Linked DNA regions of Oryctolagus cuniculus: region 2 is linked to region 1. The links are chromatin contacts, called in public Hi-C maps. All regions are on one chromosome and are shown on one strand. Each heading gives the region's core, a stretch centred on a gene start, on an enhancer-like site or on the middle of the called end of the contact. The rest is flanking DNA. Distances are from core to core; before and after follow the strand shown. Region 1 has its middle 10 kb from the start of TMEM212. Region 2 overlaps PLD1 (phospholipase D1).

The links. A called contact is a pair of places that touch in the nucleus more often than the background predicts.
Region 2: a contact with region 1 is called in a Hi-C map of psoas muscle, with 4 times the contacts expected there. The contact joins two enhancer-like sites. A contact is called at or near these places in 3 of 6 Hi-C or Micro-C datasets (ear pinna, psoas muscle and an unstated tissue).

The regions. Positions count from the first base shown.
Region 1 is chr4:108,410,426-108,415,246 of mOryCun1.1, forward strand. No RefSeq gene overlaps it. Among named protein-coding and RNA genes, the nearest start is that of TMEM212, 10 kb to the left of the region's middle. Within about 2 kb of position 1,851, at least 2 of the 8 cell types and tissues checked have an H3K27ac peak or open chromatin away from gene starts, as enhancers often do.
Region 2 is chr4:108,643,842-108,648,662 of mOryCun1.1, forward strand. PLD1 (phospholipase D1) reads left to right here. Exons shown (of 29, transcript XR_011388052.1): 23 at 4,033-4,146. Among named protein-coding and RNA genes, the nearest start is that of TNIK, 190 kb to the right of the region's middle. Within about 2 kb of position 2,545, at least 2 of the 8 cell types and tissues checked have an H3K27ac peak or open chromatin away from gene starts, as enhancers often do.

The DNA of each region.
Region 1 (4,821 bases), core at 601-3,100:
GCTTTCACAGTAAAACAGTCTGTGCGATTTAAGGGTCAGGATGAGCAGTGACCTCATGAATGCATTCACAAATTGAACTCACTCATTGGTTGGTTTGTTGTTCATCAAACCATCCATCTTTCCACATTGCCTAAGCATCACCTACAGGCCAGGCATTGTTCCTGGCTTTGGGATGCAGCTGTGAACAAAACAAAGTCCTTGCCTTTATAGAATTTTCACCCTAACTGGGAACACACACAGTAAACAAACCAAGATTCATGAAGAATCAAGTCAGTCAGGTGGTATTGAGGCCATGATGAACAATAAAGCAAGGCAAAGGAATGGAGAGAGAGAGAGAGAGAGAGAGAGAGAGAGAGAGAGAGAGAGAAAGGCTGAAAGGAGGGACTCTTTGCACAGTAATGCAGGGAGAGAATGAACCAGATTTTTTGGAAAACAGAGAATGGACATTTTTTTCCTGAGCAGTTAGACACTGGTTCAGAGAGATGTACCCCACCTAGTGTTGGGCAGTGTGTCGGGGCTTTCCATCGGAGCTCTCTGCCTTGCAGGAGAGATGTGTACTGAAGAGACACGTGGCTAGGCTTATCCTGGCGGTGTATACTGGCACATGACACACTGCCACATGACTGTGTTAAATAGAGGAAGACACAAGGTTACAAACAAATTCCCTGGGAGTCCAGCCAGAACTTCCTACTCTGGGGAGGAGGGTGGTAGAGCTCTGATGTTCACTTTTTTTTTTTTTTTAAAGGAAGGGCCTGCTTTATTATTGATTGACTTGACAGCGAGTGCACAAGAGCACTCTCCTGTCTGCTGATTCACTCCCCAAATACCCACAAGGCTGAGGCTGGGCCAGATTGAAGCCAGGAGCAGGAATCCCAGTTTTCCCCATGGGTGACAGGAACCCAATCACATCCCATCTTTTGCTGCCTCTAAGGGTCTGTGTTGGCAGGAAGCTGGAGTCAGGATCCAATGATGGGTATTGAACCCAGGCCCTCCAGGGTGGGACGTGGGTTATTAACCAGCATCTTCACCACTAGGCAAAATGCTTGCCACTACATGTACCTTTGTAATCCATCGGTGAGCTGACTTGTAGCTTTTTATGTTCATGATGATTTGTCTAATTTAACGCATCTTCACTTGACCTGTAGTTTTGTGCATATCTATGCTTTCAAAGGTTTTATCTACTTTGCCTTACAGCTTTCTGTACATAATATGTGCTTCCTCTATTCTGTAAATAAATAAATAAATAAAAAGGAAATAATAAATATATTAAAATTTTTGCTTGGAATTTGGCTATGCAAACTCATCCTCCTATTGCATTTTTATACAGATGATACCCTGATCTTGTCTGACAGAAGAAAACCGGTGAACTAAGTAGCTCCTTATGACACAAGGATTCCGGTAACATACTACAGACATCACCTCCTGATGGCAGATAGCTGGTATCATTTTTTGTACACAAAAGCTCACACTTTTTTCTACAACTCAGATATCCTGTCCTCATTTTTATCTTACTGTTTTTTTGGGAGGCAGGAGAGGCTAAAAGGACATCTGTGGGACTTGTGCATTACATTGTCCCTGTACTTGAGCCCTTTCATTTCTTCCTTAAAATCCATACAAAGATCATTGACACAACAGATAAAGCCGAGGCCTAGGCAAGTCCCCTTTATCTAAAGGACAAGTTCACTGAAAGGAATGTGGGAGAACGATGAAAAGTCCATAGTAGTAACCCAACTGGAGAATCGCAGAGAGAGCGAGCCAGAAAAGACCTTACAGATCAGCTAGTCTGAGTCGGCCATGCAGGGGGTGACTCCATGGTTAAAAGGCCATGAGAAAGAGCCATCCAATGGCAGTGTTTCCTACAATGTAACAAGCCTGCTGTGACCAATGCTTCTGCTATGTCTGCACTTAGCACTAGGTGTTGCTATACTGCTATTTATAGACCAGCTTTGAGCGGACAGGAGCTGAACCTCAATCTGAGCTCCATTCTGCAAATGCTGACTTTCTGCCACCCTGCTCGGCTAGTGTATTGTATACTGCTGAGAACTGGCTTCATTTAAATGGTCAGCTAGGAGTGCACTGACACAAAACCCTGGAGCAAAGTGATCAATACATGCTAGGGAAAGGCTACTCCAAAGTTAAATGTTTCAAATTGTTCTAATTCAAATATTTACTTAAACTTTGTTTTTATATGATGTGCAAAACAAGAGGGAATGATACTGTTAGCTGTGTGTTTCCTGGAACTGATTGTCTGCTACAAGGCCACAGATAAAGTTTGTTTATAGAAAAACAAAATATGGGGAAAAAAGTTGAACACTGTTCTATTTGGGGTTTAATAGTCCCACATATACTGGACGGGAGAAAGGAAAACCTTCTAGAATCTTTCTTTCCCCAAGTTAACAGGGGACGGAAATGCTTTAACCACATCTCGTGACAGATGAGTCATTACTTAGATTAGTTCCGTTGTTCAGAGTTTGAGTGGTAATACCATAGGGAGAAAGAGGTCATCCTTCAAGAAATCATTGAGAAAGAGGACAAATTTCCATTCACCCTTAAGTTTTAAAGGTTAAACATTTCAGTTCTTAAGTGTGTTTCCTTAAAGTTGGATAAATTTGGTAGAAGCTAAGCATGAAGTTACATGCCCTATGATCATCTAAGCTGTAGTTCACAATCTTTCTTTTGGAATATATGTAACAAAATAGTGTCTGGGGTATTGTTGCAAAACATGTTTTTCTTTTTTTTTTTTAGTTTTGGTTATTTGCCAGTAACTATTTAAAGGAGCAATAATGAGCCAATGATACTAGCAACAGTGCTGTGTTTTTTTGTTTTTTTTTGTTTTTTTTTTGTTTTTTTTTGCAGGAAGACAAGTGAGTGAGCCAAACCCGGTGTGGAAGCATCTTAATCTTATTACAGAGCTTCAAGTACAAGGGAAAAAACAGTTTGTGCAGAATTGGCTGCTGGACCCATAACATAAACCCTTCAATCTTGTCCTAATGAAAGGGGTTCTTCTAATTTTTATAGTTTTGGCCTCTGGCTGAAAGAACTAAGCACTTGGCCGCAGTCTGACTTTCTTGCAAAGTGTTCTTCCTAGCTCTCTCCCCAGCACAAATCTGCTTTCAGATTCTATTTCCTTGACATCCTTTGAGGATAAAACTATGTTTTGCGGTTTTTATACCCTATTCACTCAGGACATTTGAAAGCAGAGGGAATTTTACCTTTTTCCCCAATTCTCTTTTCCTCAACAAGCAGGTAAAGTAGTATCCGCTGTCCTTTCTGTTTTTCTTGCCTTATGCTCCATATTGAAGATGGATAACTTCTCAAAGGTCAAACTCCTGTTGCAGTTCTCAGCAGCTGCAGCTAAGACGTGTGTGTGTGTGTGTGTGTGTGTGTGTGTGTGAATTAACTATTTCCTATCCAGGGTGGGGGGACTTTTGGAAGAATTCATTTTTGGATATAAATGTTAATGAGTGGCAGATCTGATCTGGGACATGAGTTGGAGTCCTGCGTCTGCTCCTGATTGCTGCTTCCTGATAACGTGCACCCTGGGAGGCAGCAGTGATGGCTCCAGTCGTAGGGTCCCTGCCACCCATGTGGGAGATTTGGATTGAGTCCCCAGCTCCTGGCCATTTGACAAGGGAACCAGTGGGCTTATATGTGTGCAGCTCTCTCTCTGATGAAGTAAATCAGTCAGTAAAAATTTAAAAGACATTTCTGAGAACACACACATGTTTACTAAACAAAAAAAGTATTTTCAACATAGATATAAGTATGTTTTTTGAAAAACAATTATTTCAGTCAAAGAAACCTTGTGCACTATTTCTTTAGAAGAGAGTGGCAACACTGTTTTTGGTGCACTTTTGGGGAGCAAAAGCTTTCCTTGTTAAGACTCATGTTGGAGTTACTGGAATGAGCACTACCCAGGCACTGGGTAGTGACAAACATGGTCTTGGTAAACACAGGCTCCAAAACACAGGGCAGGTGCTGCATCCTATCAGCGTTTCTCCATGAGGGATGTGCACCTTGGAAGCACACCAGTTTTTTCTTCCCAACTGCTCAAAACACACGAACACCTTGGCTCTCCAGGCCACGCCGTTCTCTTTCACCCTGCCTGTGCAGTTGAGGCACTCTGTCCTAGTCAGGTAGAAGGTCTCCTGCTTCCCTCAGGGGAGAGGGTCTGCCAGCTGCACAGGCCTTCCTCCACCAGCTGAGGTGGTTCCGCTCCCTCTGCCTGCCCTTGGCAGAGGGTCCCAGTATGGTCTAGTGCGTTATCTTCCGACGAAGTCACTGGCCTTGACTTTCCTGCCTTGGGAGGTGTTTTCTTCCCCAAGGGACTCTTCAACCTCTTTCAAATCAGCTGGCCCTGGCAACTCTTTAGATTTGTCTGAATTTTCAGCAGTTTAGGCTGCCCTGAGGGCCCTCAGTTATATAAAGATTTGGGTTATCACCATCATTCAGTCACCAGGAGAGAGGGAGGTGAATAGGGGAGAAAGGGACAGATAGGTAATAAAAGTCCAAAAAGGTCCATATTTCCTGCCTGTAAGAAGTTTGTCATCTTCTTGGTTGTAATTAACCATAGCTTAAGACTGCAAATTTCATGAGTTGACTAAACCAGATAATGTAGCTTAAGATTTTTGGTAGTCAATCGACAGCAATCAATAAGGTCAGCCAACCCCTCTTACAGGAGATGTTATTAGCAAGGAGTACTTTCAGACCCACGTTAATGGTATTAGAAAAGAAAGTAGAAAACTCCTTCTGCCCACCCAGCTCAAATTCAACTGTGGAGTAGATTTCAGCAAAAAGCATGGATCTAACAAGTTTTTAAAA
Region 2 (4,821 bases), core at 1,295-3,794, 230 kb after region 1:
TCATTCAGGATATTGAAAAACTGCTGCATTGTAACATAGCAAAGGCTTTGGTATGAAGCTGAGAGAGTCTTTAAGGCATCAAAAATGTGAATATTCTGGATTCTGCAAACCAGAATTTGCAAGAATGCATTATACTGTTTATAGGACATTTATTAATGTCCTACATAAGAGATTGGCATTTTGAAGTCATTTTTGCTTTCAAAACACACAAGGATAAAATGAACCTTCTCTTACAAACAGTATACAAAGGTTTGGTGTCCAGAGTGAGCAATTTCACTTTCAAGAGTTTGCCAACATATCTGAAAAATGACTTAGGTGGATAAGCATAAATATCATAATATTTTATTTTGAATAGCAAAAAGTCTAGAAATAACTTACATGCCTTTCAGTAAAGATGTGGTTAATATTTTAAGGTGTATTTGAAATGCAGAGTGGCACAGAGGTATACACACACACACACAGAGAGAGACAGAGAGAGAGAGAGAGAAACAGGGAGGGAATAAGAATCTTCCATTCACTGGTTCACTCCCCAGATGGCCCCAACCACCAAATCTGGACCAGGCCAAAGCCATCCTGGCCTTCCACGTGGGTGACAGGGGTACTACCATCTGCTGCCTTTCCAGGCACGTTAGCAGAATGTGGCATCAGAAGCGGAGGAGCTGCGAGTCTTAACTGGCACTCTGTTATGGGGTGTTGGCATCACAAGTGGTACTTAACTCACTGAGCCACAGTGCCTGTCCCAAAGAGCTTGTTTACATGTGAAGATACAGATCCATGATAGAATGCTGTGTCCCTGTTGTTAAAAAATGAGTCACTCTTTATGTTCTGATGTGAAAGGATTTCCAGGATTTACTGTTAAGATAAAAAATAGCAAAAAAAAAAAAAAGATAAAAAATAGCATTCAAAAAAGTATTTGTAGATTCTAACATTGTGTAGAAGGAAAAGACACATATATATGCTTATAAATTCACAGGCTATTTGTAAAGGAACCTGGATAAAACTGGGAACGGGCTTGGCCTTGGGGATGGAGAACAGGGCCTGGGAACAGCGGAGTGAAGGAGGGTCTTTTACCACTCTCTGAGTTAGCGTCTTTTGCCTCTTAAACTTTGTACTAAGGGTGTATGTTACCTGTCAGAACGTGTAGTTGATTTGGTGGTTCCTCCAAATGCTAAACCTAGAATGACCATGTGACACAGCAATCCCAGTCCTGAGTAGAATAACTGAAACCAGGGACTCAGACAGACAGCGGATGACAGTATTATTCACAGTTGCCAGAAGGTGGGAACAACCCAAGTGCCCACCCAAGAGGGAATGTGATATATACCTACCATGGAATGTCTATAAACCATGATAAGGAAGAGAATTCTTTTTTTTTTTATTTTTTTTTATTTTTTTTTTATTTTTTTGACAGGCAGAGTGGACAGTGAGAGAGAGAGACAGAGAGAAAGGTCTTCCTTTTGCCGTTGGTTCACCCTCCAATGGCCGCCGCGGCCGGCGCGCTGTGGCCGGCGCACCGCGCTGATCCGATGGCAGGAGCCAGGAGCCAGGTGCTTTTCCTGGTCTCCCATGGGGTGCAGGGCCCAAGCACCTGGGCCATCCTCCACTGCACTCCCTGGCCACAGCAGAGGGCTGGCCTGGAAGAGGGGCAACCGGGACAGAATCCGGCGCCCCGACCGGGACTAGAACCCGGTGTGCCGGCGCCGCTAGGCGGAGGATTAGCCTAGTGAGCCGCGGCGCCGGCCCAAGGAAGAGAATTCTAACACATGCTACAACATGGATGAACCTTGAAGGTGTCGTGCTAAGTGAAATAAGAGACAAACAAAAGGACAGATACCGTAGGATTCTGCTTACATGCAAGGTCTAGAACAGGAAGTAGACTAGAGGTTACCAGTGCCTGCTGTGAGGGGAAATAGGGTCATTATCACTTGGTAGTCCTGGAGTTTCTGGTTGGGATGAAGAAAAAATTTAAGAAATATAGTTGAGATGGTTGCCCAACATTGTGAGTATAATTAATGCCACATAAAGGTACACTTAAAAGCTATGAAAATACTAATTTTATATACATTTATTTCACCACTGAAAGAATCAACAAAATTGAATTTAAAGCAAAGAGTCTTGTGCAGCTTAACCTCTTCCCTCCAGAGGCTTCCCCAGAAGGGAGCATTCTTCCTGCCGGATCCCGTTCTCCCTGAGCACCTAACACTGAGTGCGTCCTGTGTGCAAGGGTCCCATATTAGGCACTGCCAAAAATAGAAAGATATGTAGGCATGCGGCCCATGTTTCAAAGGAGCTTTGCACACAGCCTATGTGGCCCGTGTTTCAAAGGAGCTTTGTACCCAGCCTAGGCAGCAGCTGTGTGTGTCAGCAATTGAGGAAAGCAGGAAGGGGGCTGAGCAGAGGTGCAGCCATGGGCCTTGGGGGTGCACAGGCAGCAGTAACCTGATTTTGATAGGAAGATCCGGGATGGTTTGACAGAGGAAGTCCCCTTTCAGGAAGAAGTAGGATTCCTTAGAGGCTGAGAACGGATGAGCCGAGCTTCCTTGCTAAGGGCAGTCGCCTCCAGTCACGGGGAAGGGGCTCCGGAGGATCCTAGTGGAAGAAGAGTCTGTAGAGGCAGTTGAAGCTAAATGGCGTCCGTTGTTGAGTGTGTGATATAATTCATTAGACCTTCTGAATTCTGGCTGTGGGGGAGTAGCTTAGATATTCTTTCCATTCGTTTCCAACAGCCTGTTTACCATTTAGGGATATGAGCCTTCCACCCTTATCAAGCAGAGAACTTGAACAAGTTTACATTTTTTTTGTTTTCTTTCCAACTCAAACTGTGTTTGCCATCTAGTGATTAATCCGTGCCATTACAACAACCTACTTAGGCTTTGCTTCTCAGTGCCGAGCCAAGCTCACAGGCCTTCAAATTCCATTCTGTTGGCAGTCCCTTCTGCCCTGAGCTTCGCTTGCCATATGTCTGGATTCTGTACGTTGACGTTCAGAGACATGAGTAATGAAATCTGATCCCTCAGAGAGTACTAATGATAATCACATGAAAGAAAAAATGAGTTTTCGAAATTAAGTCTTATGAAAATTTCAAGAAGAACCAGACTGGATGAGTAACCAGTAGCAATATCTTCGTGTGACTCTCGACCTCTGATTTACTAGTGAGACTGGTTGACTGCAGTAGATACCACCGTCATTCCCAGGCTTTGTCTTCTTCCTGTATATCCTGTATATTGTGTAAATGGAGACAAAGACTTTAGCAGTTTTCATTCCAAATAAGTACCGCCTATTTAGACACATGTCTCCAAAGGTCTGACTTTAGGTGTGCAGTCAATATTGGAAACTATGCTTTCTTTATTTTTGTGGTAATATCATTAAGTAAAATTCCTTTTCCTTAGAAGGTTGTCATTAACCAGTTGGGAAGGTTGGCAGAGAAATACTGTGTTAAATGCTCAGGAGATTTAAAAATAAATATCAGTCACCCGGAATTCATAAAAGACCCAGGGTAACATTTTGAAGGAGATCTCACAGTTTCTAAGCAATAATATTAGACGTCTATATTGGAAAGCGCACTGTCCACTGTATCTTTGTGTCTCTGAGATCTAGACTGTGTTACCCATCAGTTGTGAACTCAGTGCCTATTTGTTACCTTTTAAGTGAGGTACTGTGGTTATAGCGTGTTATACACATAACTAATACTATAACATCTTTTCCTAACTTTGTTATAATCCATTTTCCCTCCCCACTTCCATGGCATCCAGGCAAGGCTTTTTTCAAACAAAGGATTATGCTGTAGAGATAGTGAGTACCGTTCCCACCTTCCTGCCAAGTTCAGATGAGTGATCAGGTTGTGCTTTGACAGTCTGGGTGACACAGTCTGGCCTCCAATTCGGCAACACCCCCAAGCCCTGAAACGTGATAGAATATATCATGGGAAACCACTCACTCAATCTCTAAAACCTTGTGAGCTGCTCGACTGTCATTTTTTCAGCTGATATTGGATCTATTTGTGGTGAATGTCTTTGCGTCTGACTTTTGCAGGGAGAACCGGAGGTACCGGGTGTATGTTGTGATACCACTTCTGCCAGGATTTGAAGGAGACATCTCCACTGGCGGAGGAAATGCTCTGCAGGCCATAATGCACTTCAACTACAGGTGCCAAAGTCTCAGTTGTCTGTTAGGGCTTCCAATGAGCTGTGCACGGGAGCTGGTGAGGGGAATGGCAGTGTGTCTCCACATCCATTCCATGGAGCGTTGAACAAATGGACATCTGTTCATTTTACTTTTAAATTATAGCCTCTTTACTAGTTGATAAAATTCAGATGGAGCCAGGAATCATGACTGGTGGACTTAGGCCACAAGCCAAGTATAAAAGACCAAAAATATTCATCTGTCTCTTAAATGCATTGCCTATCAATCTGTCTGTCCATATAAAATAATAACTTATCCTTAAGCCATGAAATAGTTATAAGCTAGTTTTTGTGATAAATAGATAAAAGAAAGCAAGCTAAAGTGGTATGATTTGAGTGTAGTTGGTTATGATTCTTTAAACTCTGAGTCCTCGAAGCCTGGTTAATAACGACCTCTGTGACAAAATGAAGACTCCTGACTCCTAGAATATGAATTCTGTGTTCACCCACACATCTTTTGTTCAAATTTTAGGGAATGTGCAAGTGCTGTTCTTGCTATTTTTAAAGCAGAGTTTCCTAATTCACTCAAAAAGGCACACTTGGGCTCCTCTGAAGCCTCAGCTGTGGCAGTGGGGGACTGGGAAAGGGGCGACAGTTCCAGCTTGGTAGGGGGCAGGATAGAGAGGGGCGTAGAAGGTGA